2 separate regions of the Hordeum vulgare genome follow, and region 2 is linked to region 1. The links are chromatin contacts, called in public Hi-C maps. All regions are on one chromosome and are shown on one strand. Each heading gives the region's core, a stretch centred on a gene start, on an enhancer-like site or on the middle of the called end of the contact. The rest is flanking DNA. Distances are from core to core; before and after follow the strand shown.

Evidence for each region. A called contact is a pair of places that touch in the nucleus more often than the background predicts.
Region 2: a contact with region 1 is called in a Hi-C map of leaf, with 2.9 times the contacts expected there. The contact joins the promoter of LOC123400998 here to the promoter of LOC123402572 in region 1. A contact is called at or near these places in 2 of 6 Hi-C or Micro-C datasets (leaf and seedling) and 1 of 1 datasets of contacts at active chromatin or transcription factors (embryo).

Annotation. Positions count from the first base shown.
Region 1 is chr6H:523,532,574-523,538,591 of MorexV3_pseudomolecules_assembly, forward strand. LOC123402572 (probable E3 ubiquitin-protein ligase RHC1A) reads right to left here and starts at 2,775. Exons shown (of 3, transcript XR_006611305.1): 1 at 1,519-2,775; 2 at 1,192-1,287; 3 at 576-1,087. LOC123402571 (prolyl-tRNA synthetase associated domain-containing protein 1) reads left to right here. Exons shown (of 12, transcript XM_045096494.1): 12 at 577-846. The coding sequence ends at 672.
Region 2 is chr6H:523,761,084-523,766,508 of MorexV3_pseudomolecules_assembly, forward strand. LOC123400998 (mitochondrial phosphate carrier protein 3, mitochondrial-like) reads left to right here and starts at 3,642. Exons shown (of 6, transcript XM_045094714.1): 1 at 3,642-4,097. The coding sequence starts at 3,780.

The sequences.
Region 1 (6,018 bases), core at 1,525-4,024:
TTCTTAGTAATATCTTGAAGCGAAAATGGAGTAGAGAGAATTTAATCTCCTGGTAGGATACATCTCATTATGCTTCTTTGATGGAAAAATCCCAAGGGCTTGAAAGCCTCACTCCAAGGTAACTCCGTCCTTGTGCAGTTGTGCTAAAAGGGTATATGATGAATTAACCTGATATCTCCTCGAGACATGTGACCATTTGCAGTCATCTGCTGATCGAAGATTAACCTCCTAGTGTCTGAATTATATTTATGAAAATTCATTTGGTGTCGCAAGATAAAACTAGCTCCCCTTGCTTGTCTGAAAATTCATCTGTATTATTGCAGTTTAGATTTCGATTAACCTGATCCAGAATGCTAATTTGCCCCTATATATAATACTTCCTCCGTCCAGAATTATTTGTCGCTCAACTGATGTATCTAGATGTATTTTAGTGGTAGATACATCTGCTCGAGTGTCAAGTAATTCCGGACGGAGGGAGTATAACATATAAACATGGGGAGGTCGTCTTGATGATATTTTGTGCATAATGTATACGTTGCGATGGCAGATGTCTAATGCAAATGTTTTTGATTGCAGAATATGTTCAAAAACATGGCATACACTGCAGGATTTCATGCTGGCTTCGATACCATGCTCAAGTCAGGTTTAGGTGGGATGCCCTCCCGGAAATAGTCGGTTAATTTGATATAGGAGACAGTGAGTTGATTCAGTCAATTTTTGTATGCCCCTTGGTGTAAAATCAAATCATACCATATAATACTTATTATGTTGAATGATTCCATTGAAAGTATCACCTTTGTGATTGCTTTTGGGGATTTGCTCAAGTGCTTTCACGTTTTGCTTCGAGATTACTGTGCTGATTGTTTTAGCCGCAAGATAAATCTCCTCAACTGACCTAAAAATGAAAATTATAACTCTCTGTATAGTTGACATTGTGAGTGGCACAATTACATTTTGGCCGTTCTTTGCACAATTACATCTCCTATTTCATTTCCATATTAATTTCCAGTGTCCCCTGCATCTCCAGTACATATCCACCATTGCTGTTGAACTCCGGGAATATTTACAGGGGTCCGTCATGCTTTACCTGCCATTATCAGCCATTAAAATGTTAAGTCAGTAAGCGTGTATGTGCGGCAGTTTTCTGATGTTTTGCAAGCACGGCAACGATCAGAATTCAGATGACTTAACTGAGCAAACACGTTCAGGTTGTCTTTGGGGTAGTGGCTGGCATCCCAGCTGGAAACGGCTAGAGAAGAAACAGGGAGCGCCACCACGCGTAGAAAGCTGAAAGAAAAATTCAGAAGCAGAACACTTAAAAACAAGCATGCTGTTTTACGGTCCAAAAAGGAAATCGAAAATGCAAATAAACTCTTTATCCGTTTTTCCATTGAGGATTATTAGGAGTACATTAGAGTTGTCAGTTATCACAGCATGGGTCTTGTTAGGCAAAGAAAGAGAAGAAGAAAACGCAAGTGGCGACGAGAACGAAAGACTGGAGGGCCGACATGTCATTACCGCCGGCGTCGCCATCCTCGGGCCTGCCGTGCCGGCGCCGCCCGTACTCCCACCCGTCGTCCGGGTCCTCCGTCCCGCGCGCCGGCACCATCCACGACAACGGCCCCCACCTCACCATCGTCGCCGGCTCCCTCTCCCTGTCTCTGTTTCTTGCACCGCCGCCGCCATTGCTGCCGCTGGCGCGACGCGTGCTGGGGGCGGCGCCGCCGGGCAGCTTGAAGCGGCAGACGGGGCACGAGTTGTGGAGGCGGAGCCAGGGCACGATGCAGTCGGAGTGGTACACGTGCTTGCACGGCAGCTGCCGCGCGGCCTCCCCGAGCTCAAACTCCTCCTTGCACACGGGGCACTGTGACCCGCCGCCGTCGTCCGACAGGTGCTGCGCGGCGATCCGCACCGTCGGGAGCGAGTCGATGGCCGACGTGGGCGCCGGCGCGGGGCCCGGCCGGTCGTTCTGGGTCAGCTCCTCCACGAGGCGGTTCAGGTCGCCCCCCGTGAAGTAGTCCCCCGGGTCGATGGCCGGGGGCGTGGCCACCGGCGCCGGCGGCGGGGAGGGCACGCGCCGGCGAGGCGGGGGCGCCGGGGCCGGCGCGTGGACCCGCGTCGGCTCCCGCACCGGCGGGGGCAGCTGGCGGAGCGCGCGGCCGGGCACCGAGGGCCCAGCGCCGTACACGACCCACCGGCGCGGGTTCCCGTCGTGGTAGTGCGTAGGGTGCGGCGCGAAGTGGTGCGGGAAGAAGCCCGGCGGCGGGAGCGCCGGGCGCGGTGGCGGGTCGATCTCGTGGAGGAAGCGGCCGTAGCAGCGCGGGCAGAAGACGTCGGTGGCCGGGTAGGAGATTATGCGGAGCGCCCGCGCGCACTCGTAGCACCAGTACATGCGGCACGTCCGCTGCCGCACCACGCCGCCGCCGCCGCCGTACACGGGCATCATCGTCGCGTACACGGTGGGTGGGGTGGCTTGATCGTCCCGCTAGGCGGAGTGCTGGCGAGGTCTTGGGAAGGAAAGTCGCCGGGATGCATGGAGCGGGAGGATCGCATGGTTTTAAAGGAAGGCAACGCGGGAGGAGATGGTGACACGGGCGGGCGGGAGTTAAAGGATGGCTTTGCGGGGAGACGAAAGCGATCCTGCGGCGATCGGCAGTTCGGTTTGGCTTGCCTTGGCTCTGGTGGTGTGGCTTGTGCGGGGTGCGAACCTCGGGGAGGGGGAGCTCTGGTTGCTTGCCGGCCAGGAGGAAGATGAAGAGGTGGCGGTGGCGGGAAGTAACTGTGGACGGTTTGGTTTTGGGCGTGGAGGAGGGGAAGGAAGGAAGGAAGGAAACGCCGAGAGCCAGCTTTCCGGCACCGAGCTCGCGCCCGCCCTGCTGAAACAGGCCAGGATGGGCCGAAACCCAGAATTGGCTCTAGCCTTTGGGCCACCGCGGGAGAAGTGCCACAAATTACCGGACCAGGTCGCTCAAAGCCAAAAAGGAAAAAAGAAAACCTCTTTCTAAAGAAAAGGCATCATGGATTTCTCGGCGGCTCGGCCATTTTTTTTTTTTTGGCATTGAATATGGAAGCTTTATTGCGGAGGTAACATATGGCTACACTCCGCCCTCATGCTGATTATAAGAAAATCAGGGCTTACATCAATCTAGCTAGCATGTATAACAAAAAAAAGAAGAGTTGATCTCCCTTATTTCCCTAATGATAGGCGTGGCAATTGAACGAGAATTGACACGCGGCGACGAGAGATCCATGATCTTCAAGTTATCCATCTACATTAGCACCAGCAACTCCATTACCATTGGATTAGTAATCCCATCCAGTGACTTAATCCACGCGCCAAGGAAATTCAGATGAGAATGTGCAACCCTGCCAGCACTCCACTGTCGACCTCCAAGCTCTAGAGCATCGTTGACGTTGATTTTAATCGAACCTGGATCCGATGGACACCAACATCAACCCATCGACATCGTCCTCCTATCCAGTGGCAACTCAAGAGAGTCTCATCAACATGACGCACAACTTACGCAGGATACCAGGTGGCACTGACCCACCAGCATCTTCCTCCTGTCCGATGGCTCGGTCAATTCTTTACTAGGCCACTTGTAACAACTGTACTAGCCTACTATCTACCGATCAATACTGTTGATAAATACACCCGTCAATAATATTAGGGGAAAGTACATTTTTGTCCCTCAACTTTATTGATAGTATATAAATGGTCCCTTAACATCAATTCGAGGAAAACCTAGTCACTCGACTATCAAAATCATCCACTTTTAGTCCTTTGGGTTCCTTTGGGTGATTTTTGTGCTGATGCATAATGGCTTTAACCATTAACCCTGCCACATCGTCATCGACCTTACCTTCGTCCCGCCTCTATCTCTCACCACCACACGACCGCATGTCACGGTTGTGTCCATCTTGGCACCAATTTGCGCCATCTTTTTATCCGACAGTCAGAGATGAACTTGGACATCATCATCGATCTTGCCGCTGACACCAGAATTAGTCATTATCGTCATCACCAATGATGTGGGGATGCGAAGGCCGATGAGCGAGTTAACATATTACAAATATGTGTGCTTGACACTCTCCCATGAACACGAGAAAAAAATGGATCACCATAGACATTGGAAGCCCCTATCCAGGTAGTGTGGCGACGAATGCATCTAGTGTGTACTTGGTTGTGCAAATACGAGCACGAGCTAGGGCGACATGGACCTGGATCTAGTCATTGTTTGGGCTACGCTTACGAGGATGTGGTCTAGGTAGCGAAGACCGGTCTCCATATGGAATGTCACAGCCGCAACAAGTGAAAGTAGAGAGGGATCGATAGAGGAGGGGGAGGAATATGATACCATGAAATTTTAGCTTAACTTTCATTAATGTGATAGTTCGGTTAAAGTAAGTTCTATAGTAATACAATGAGGTAATATCACTAGGAGTCATAGAACTTGCGTCACATGTTTAGTTCGATGTTAGAATTTTGAAAATATGGTTTTGTTGTCACCTAACTTAGACTCGAGTTGGTCACAATACAACTATGAGGGTATATATGTGTGTATGGCCCTACTGGTCAGTGAGTGATGATCCTTGACGCAATGATTTTGCACAACTATGAGGGTATATATGTGTGTCCATTTTTTATTGACAGAGTGTATCAGTGTATATGGTCCCATCAATCAGTGCTCGGCACGAAGATTTTTGCACACACCCCTCACCTTTCATTTGATAGAATAAACCGGACACCAACACTGCACATATATGCAAAAATTAACAACTAATATGGAGAAAGCCAGGACTCAAACCAGCGACCAACAGGTTTACCACGGGACCTAGCCAGTAGCCACTACAACCTTCAGGTCCGGTATGTCGATATCGAAATTACATGTATTCAAAGGGAGCATGTGGAGCTTAAATGGGATGTGTGTATTGCAGCCCAGTGTGCACGCATATTATTTTAAGGTATTTGTAAAACCTATGTGTTATATAAACGTGTGTTTCCTCAAAAAAATATATAAATGTGTGTATTACATATTTTTGCCTGCTCTACTTTTTTAAGATAAAAAAATACTTAGTATATATTTTATAAACCTGAGTATTATATAAGTGTAAGTAATTAAGTTATGTCAAATATTTGTGCGAAATATTATACATACAAAGGATGATTGAAAATATTTTGTATACATATAATATCATACATAGAAATAATTATTTGTAAAAAATATTATACATACAAAAAGATATTAGTAAATAGAATCATTGACACACAAAGGGAATCGTATACGGGATTAATTGAATCCTTGACATTGTGGTTCATCCGATGAGATCATCGTGGAGCAAGTGGGAGCCACCATGGGTATCCAGACCCCGCTGATGGTTATTGGCCGGAGAGGTGTCTCGGTCATGTCTGCCTGTCTCCCGAACCCGTAGGGTCTACACACTTAAGGTTCAGTGACGCTAGGGTTATAGGGAATTGTTATACGAGGTTACCGAAAGTTGTTCGGAGTCCTGGATGAGATCCCGGACGTCACGAGGAGCTCCGGAATGGTCCGGAGGTAAATATTGATATATAGGACGGATGGTTTCAGACACCGGAAGTGTTTCAGGCATCACCGATAACGTACCGGGACAACCGGGACCACCGGAGGTGGCCCCGGGGGTCCACCGAAGGGGGGCAACGACCCTGGGAGGTAAGGTGGGCCGAGTGGGGAAGGGAACCAGCCCCTTGGGCTGGTGTGCCTCCCCACTCAGCCCAATGCATGGGGGAGAGAAAAGGAGGGGGGGCAAACCCTAAGCCAGGTGGGCCTAAGGCCCACCAGGGGTGCGCCACACCCCTCCTCCCCCCTTGGCCGCCGCACCAGCCCCCATCTAGGGCTGCCGCCCCCCAGGAGAGGGAAACCCTCAAGGGGGTGCAACCCCCCCTATATATAGTGGGCACTTTTGGCCATTGGAGATCAGACTTTTGCCTCTCTCTCGGCGCAGCCCTGCCCTTCTTCCTCCTCCTCTCTGCCGGTG
Region 2 (5,425 bases), core at 2,392-4,891, 230 kb after region 1:
CTTTTGCCCTTGTTTTGGACTCAAATTTGCATCAGATTATAAGTTCATTCCATACCGGACCAGACCGTGCACATTCTTATTATGAGAAGGGGTCATTCGAGCCTATGGAAATAGGATACTCTGTTTACATAGAAATCCCTACGTCCTTACATTCTATTTAGGATTAGGAATAGGTGTAATCAGACCTGCTTTTGACATATCTATCCTATTCTTATTTGGGTACCATATGCACCTCTTTGGGCTTCTATTGAATCGAGAAATTGGATTGTACATCTTTCATCTTTTTGATAACCTAGACTGACGTTGTTTTCAGCAGAATTGCCATGGTGTTGTTTTTGTGCAGAAATAAAAGTTCTCAGAATGTCCTGAAAATTTACGGAGAATTTTTCTGGAATAAAAGAAAAATACATGCGCAAAGATCCACCAGAGAAGGTGGACCAGTGGGCCACAAGCCCACAAGCCGCGGCCACCCCCTAGGTCGCGCCGTGAGGGCTTGTGGGGCCCACGTGGCACCACCTCCCCCAAACTCAACTCTATATCTTCCGTCTCGCCCGGAAAAAAATCAGAGAGAAGGTTTCATCGCATTTTACGATACGGAGGCGTCGCCACATCCTGTTCTTCATCTGGAGGGCAGATCTAGAGTCCGTTTCGGGCTCCGGAGAGGGGAAATCGTCGCCATTGTCATCATCAACCTTCCTCCATCGCCAATTCCATGATGCTCTTCATCGTTTGTGAGTAATCTCATCGTAGGCTTGCTGGACGGTGATGAGTTGGATGAGATCTATCATGTAATCAAGTTAGTTTTGACGGGGATTGATCCCTAGTATCCATTATGTTCTAGATTGATGTTGCTACTACTTGGCCATGCTTAATGCTTGTCACTAGGGCCCGAGTGCCATGATTTCAGATCTGAACCTATTATGTTGTCGCCAATATATGTGTGTTTTAGATCCTATCTTGCAAGTTGTAGTCACCTACTATGTGTTATGACCCGGCAACCCCGGAGTGACAATAGCCGGAACCACTCCCGGAGATGACCATAGTATGAGGAGTTCATGTATTCACCGCGTGTTAATGCGTTTGTCCGGTTCTTTATTAAAAGGAGAACCTTAATATCCCGTAGTTTCCATTAGGACCCCGCTGCCACGGGGGTGATGGACAATAGATGTCATGCAAGTTCTTTTCCCTAAGCACATATGACTACATACAGAATACATGCCTACATTAGATTGACGAACGGGAGCTAGTTACATATCTCTCCGTGTTATAGCTATTACATGATGAATCACATCCGTCATACTCATCCATCACCGATCCACTCCCTATGAGTCTTTTACTACTGGTCCTTGCTACGTTGTTTTGTCTAGGCTTGTCCCTTGCTATAAAAGGGATTGGGCCACTTTGCTACTACTGTTGCTACTGCTGTTACTTTGTTGTTGCTGCTACTGCTGTTCCTTGCTACTTCGTTGTTACTTGTTGCAAGATCCTTTTCCGACACTGTTGTCGGGGAAGAATAGATATCCGCTCACGTGCAGCCTAATGGCGCCATTGATACAACAGTTAGGAATAGTCTGCCGTCAATAGATCGTTTCTGGCACCGTTGCTATCATACTACTTTTCTACTGATACTTTGCTTGCAGACACTAATCTTTCAGGTGTGGTTGAATCTGACAAACTCAGCTGCTAATACTTGAGAATATTCTTTCGCTTCCCTTTGGCGAACCAACAAATTTGGGTTGAATACTCTACCCTCAAAAACTGTTGCGATCCTCTACACTTGTGGGTTATCACCTGGCTCAAATGTGGTACTGATATGTTACCCTAGCCCCCAAGTGTGGTGGTTTTGCGTAAATAACTCTAGTAAAACAGTGTACGTGGCGTGACAAAGATAGTCATCTCCCAACTGAATGCTTCACCTGTATCTGATAATAGCCCGAGCAGGCATCATAAACGATAAATGTTCACACCCCCAAAGTGAAATCAATCACTTGGTCCATGCTGGGGAGCAGGAACAGGTCCAACAGGTCCTAAGGGCACGTCTTCTTGGTGTTAGTGTAGTCAACGTACATGTAGCAAATCTTGTTCTTCTTTAACACCACGACGAGGTTGATCAAGCAATCTGAACATCGAAAATCTTGCTTGAAGTTGTTCGTCAGAAGCTTTGCTATTTCCTCCTCCATAGCCCTGTGATGTGGTTCGACTAATTGCTTGATTGGGCAACTTATGTGATGTGGTTAGACTAATTGCTTGATTGGACGACTGATGTAGTTCAACTAATTGCTTGATTGGGCGACTCTTTTTCTAATGTCAAGTGAGTGCTCTCCGATTCTTGCAAGGACAACACACATGTTAGGGGATTGTCATGCAAAGATATTCCATATATTGAGTAATAAATTAACGAGCATGCTTTCCCTATTCATTAACTAACTAGACTACGCCTACATGAAATTCATCTATGAACCACACTCAAAAGAAAAAGACCTCATCTATGAACAACATAAAAAGTCAACGAAAAGATAAGGGAAACCATGAGATGCTAAACAACCTCCTATTCTATTGTTCCCCGAGTCGCCCGTGCACACGTCCTTTCTATTTTCTCAAAAGACGATCATTTTTTTTAAACACGTCTCTTAGGATTAGATCCATTAAAAATGTAGAAGAGGGTTGTCCAGCTAATTAACGAAAACCTGGACAAAAAACCGATACTCCCCCACCCCCAAAAGAGCATCATCAACACACCGATCCTCAAGACTGCACATCCAACAAGCCACCGGCTCTGTCATCTGAACAACCCGTAACCGGCACCCTACAACTAAAGACGAAGCCGCCGCTCAGCGCACCAGGAGAGCCGCCTGCCCTGCTGTCGCATAGATCGTGACCATACAAGACGATCGTATTTTGTCGGCGGCGTGCACGGGTCAATGTTTCCCAACAAACTAGTTCTTGAGACGGCCAAAAAACCATCCTTCGCCTCTGCGTTTAGTCAAGCAGCCCTTCGCCGCGGCTTGAGGTGGTTCCATCTCGTCCCGGGGCCAGGCAGCCCGCAACAAACTCTCCCAACAGAGTTGATTTCATTTGACTCGTGCTTTCCATGGAAATAACACTCCCATCCACCTCTGCATGTGCCGACGAGGCTGCGAAAACATGGTGCACCGACACGGGAGAAGAGAAGGAACGCGCCGGTGGGCGCCGGACCTGGCCCACGCGAGGGCCCATCCACTCCGGCGGCTCGTCCCGTCCGTCGACCGGGCGGGCGGAGCAAGGCCGCGCCCCTCTCCCTTCCCTTGGATTGGAATATTCACCTGCATATTCCGCGACGGCGACCCGCGCCGCGATTAGCAAAGCGTAGCTCCACATTTACGACCCCCGAAAAGTAGCCACGGCTCTTTTCCTTAGCTTAGGGCAAGCAGCTAGCGATGACTTTGGCCAGACCGTCCCAAAATACACAAACTATTTTTTTTGGTTTGTCAAAAAATGTGCAAAGTTCGATCGGGGAACGCGTACGATCCACGCCCCAGACGCCAGGCACCAACCACAAGCCGAACGGACACTGCCGCCGGGCCCCACGCCAGGCCAGCCCACCACCAGTGCCCGGCCGCCAGCCACAGCGTATACCCTAAATTATTAACACAAGTCGGGAGCGAACGCGCAGCGCCTCCATATATTCCAGCCACCGCCGCCACTCCCCGTCAAACCCACGCGAACGCGAGAGAGAGGAGAGAGAGCTCAGAAAGCACCGCCCCCGCGAATCCGCGCCCGGATCTCTCGGCCCGGCGGCGATGGCGCTCTCCGACCTCTCCCGCGACTCGCTCCTCCCCAGCTTCCTCTACTCCTCCCCCGCCGCGCGCTCCTTCACCGCCCCGCGCTTCCCCTCCTCCCCGTCGCCCTACCAGGCGCCCGCCGCGGCCCCGGCCGCCGGCATCGTCGGCGCCGGCGGGGCCGGGGGCGGCAGGCCCTTCTCGATCCGCGCGCCCAACGAGAAAATCGTCATGTACTCGCCGGCCTTCTACGCCGCCTGCACCGCCGGGGGGATCGCCAGCTGCGGCCTCACCCACATGGCCGTCACCCCGCTCGACCTGGTCAAGTGCAACATGCAGGTGAGGGACCTAGATCTGCGCTCCCCCGCGCGTCCGGGGCTCCGTACCCGACGGTTTCCGCCTAGATCTGGCCGTTAGCTTCGATGCGGGCGCGAGTTTCGATCTCCTCCGTCGTCTAGGCAGGCATTTCGCGATCTGGATGCGTAAATCTAGCCTGTTTCCGCTTGACCGCGCGTGTTGGTGCTGTCTAGGATTTGTGTATTGTTTTGTTCCCCGAATGCCTTTTGGTTTGCCCAGATGTGCTTGCTGCGCTTGCTTAGGAACTGGTAACTAGTAGGAGTACATGCTAGCAGTCAAGTATTGCACTTCCAGTAGGTACATTTCATCGCTTGCTAGTTGATTCGTGTGTCTTCCTCATCGGAGTAGTCTCGTTTTGGTACAAATTGTGTTGTTGAAAATGTAATTCTTAGGCGTTTACTTGGTTCAGTATTGTCGTGCAAATTATGTTGATGGATGTGTAATTCTTAGGGGCTTACTTGGTTCAGTATTGTCGTGCAAATTATGTTGATGGATCTGCAATTCTTAGGTGCTTACTTGGTTCAGTATTGTCGTGCAAATTATGTTGTTGAAAATGTAATTCTTAGGCGTTTACTTGGTTCAGTATTGTCGTGCAAATTATGGTGATGGATGTGCGATTCTTAGGCGCTTACTTGGTTCAGTATTGTCATGCAAATTATGTTGATGAATGTGCAATTCTTAGGCTTTTACTTGGTTCAGTATTCTCGTGCAAATTATGTTGAGGAATGCACAATTCTTAGGCTATTGCTTTGTTCAGTATTGTGTGGTTCAAATTATGTTGATGAATGTGCAATTCTTAAGCTTTTACTTCGTTCAGTATTGTGGTAGAAATCATGTTGAGGACTGTGCATTTTGTAAGGTTTTTTACTTTGGTTCGATATAAAATCATGTCTGAACCTGAACCATATAATCTGTGGTGCTTAGCTCTTTTGTCGGTCCATCAATAAGTTAATTCAAGTCTATGCCTGAAAGGGGTGTGAGTTGCCTGTGATCACTTTATATGTGCTTCATTTCTGTTCATACATGAAAATTCAGTACCAACTGTACGGCTGTAGGCTATTGATCAAAACTAAAGTTCACTAGTTTGATCATCTAATGTTGTTTGTTTGAAAATTGGTATTGTTCAAGCTTAATACTTATCCATCTTTTGTTTAGGACTGTTGATTTGTTTATTTTTATTTTCTTATTCCAGTTAGCATTGTACATTTAAGTACCATCTACTAAGATTTTTGGGATTTTCCTTTTGACATTTGAAGCTGTAACTGGTACTAGGTGTGAACGAAGTACTTTGGATCTAACCCATTTCTATC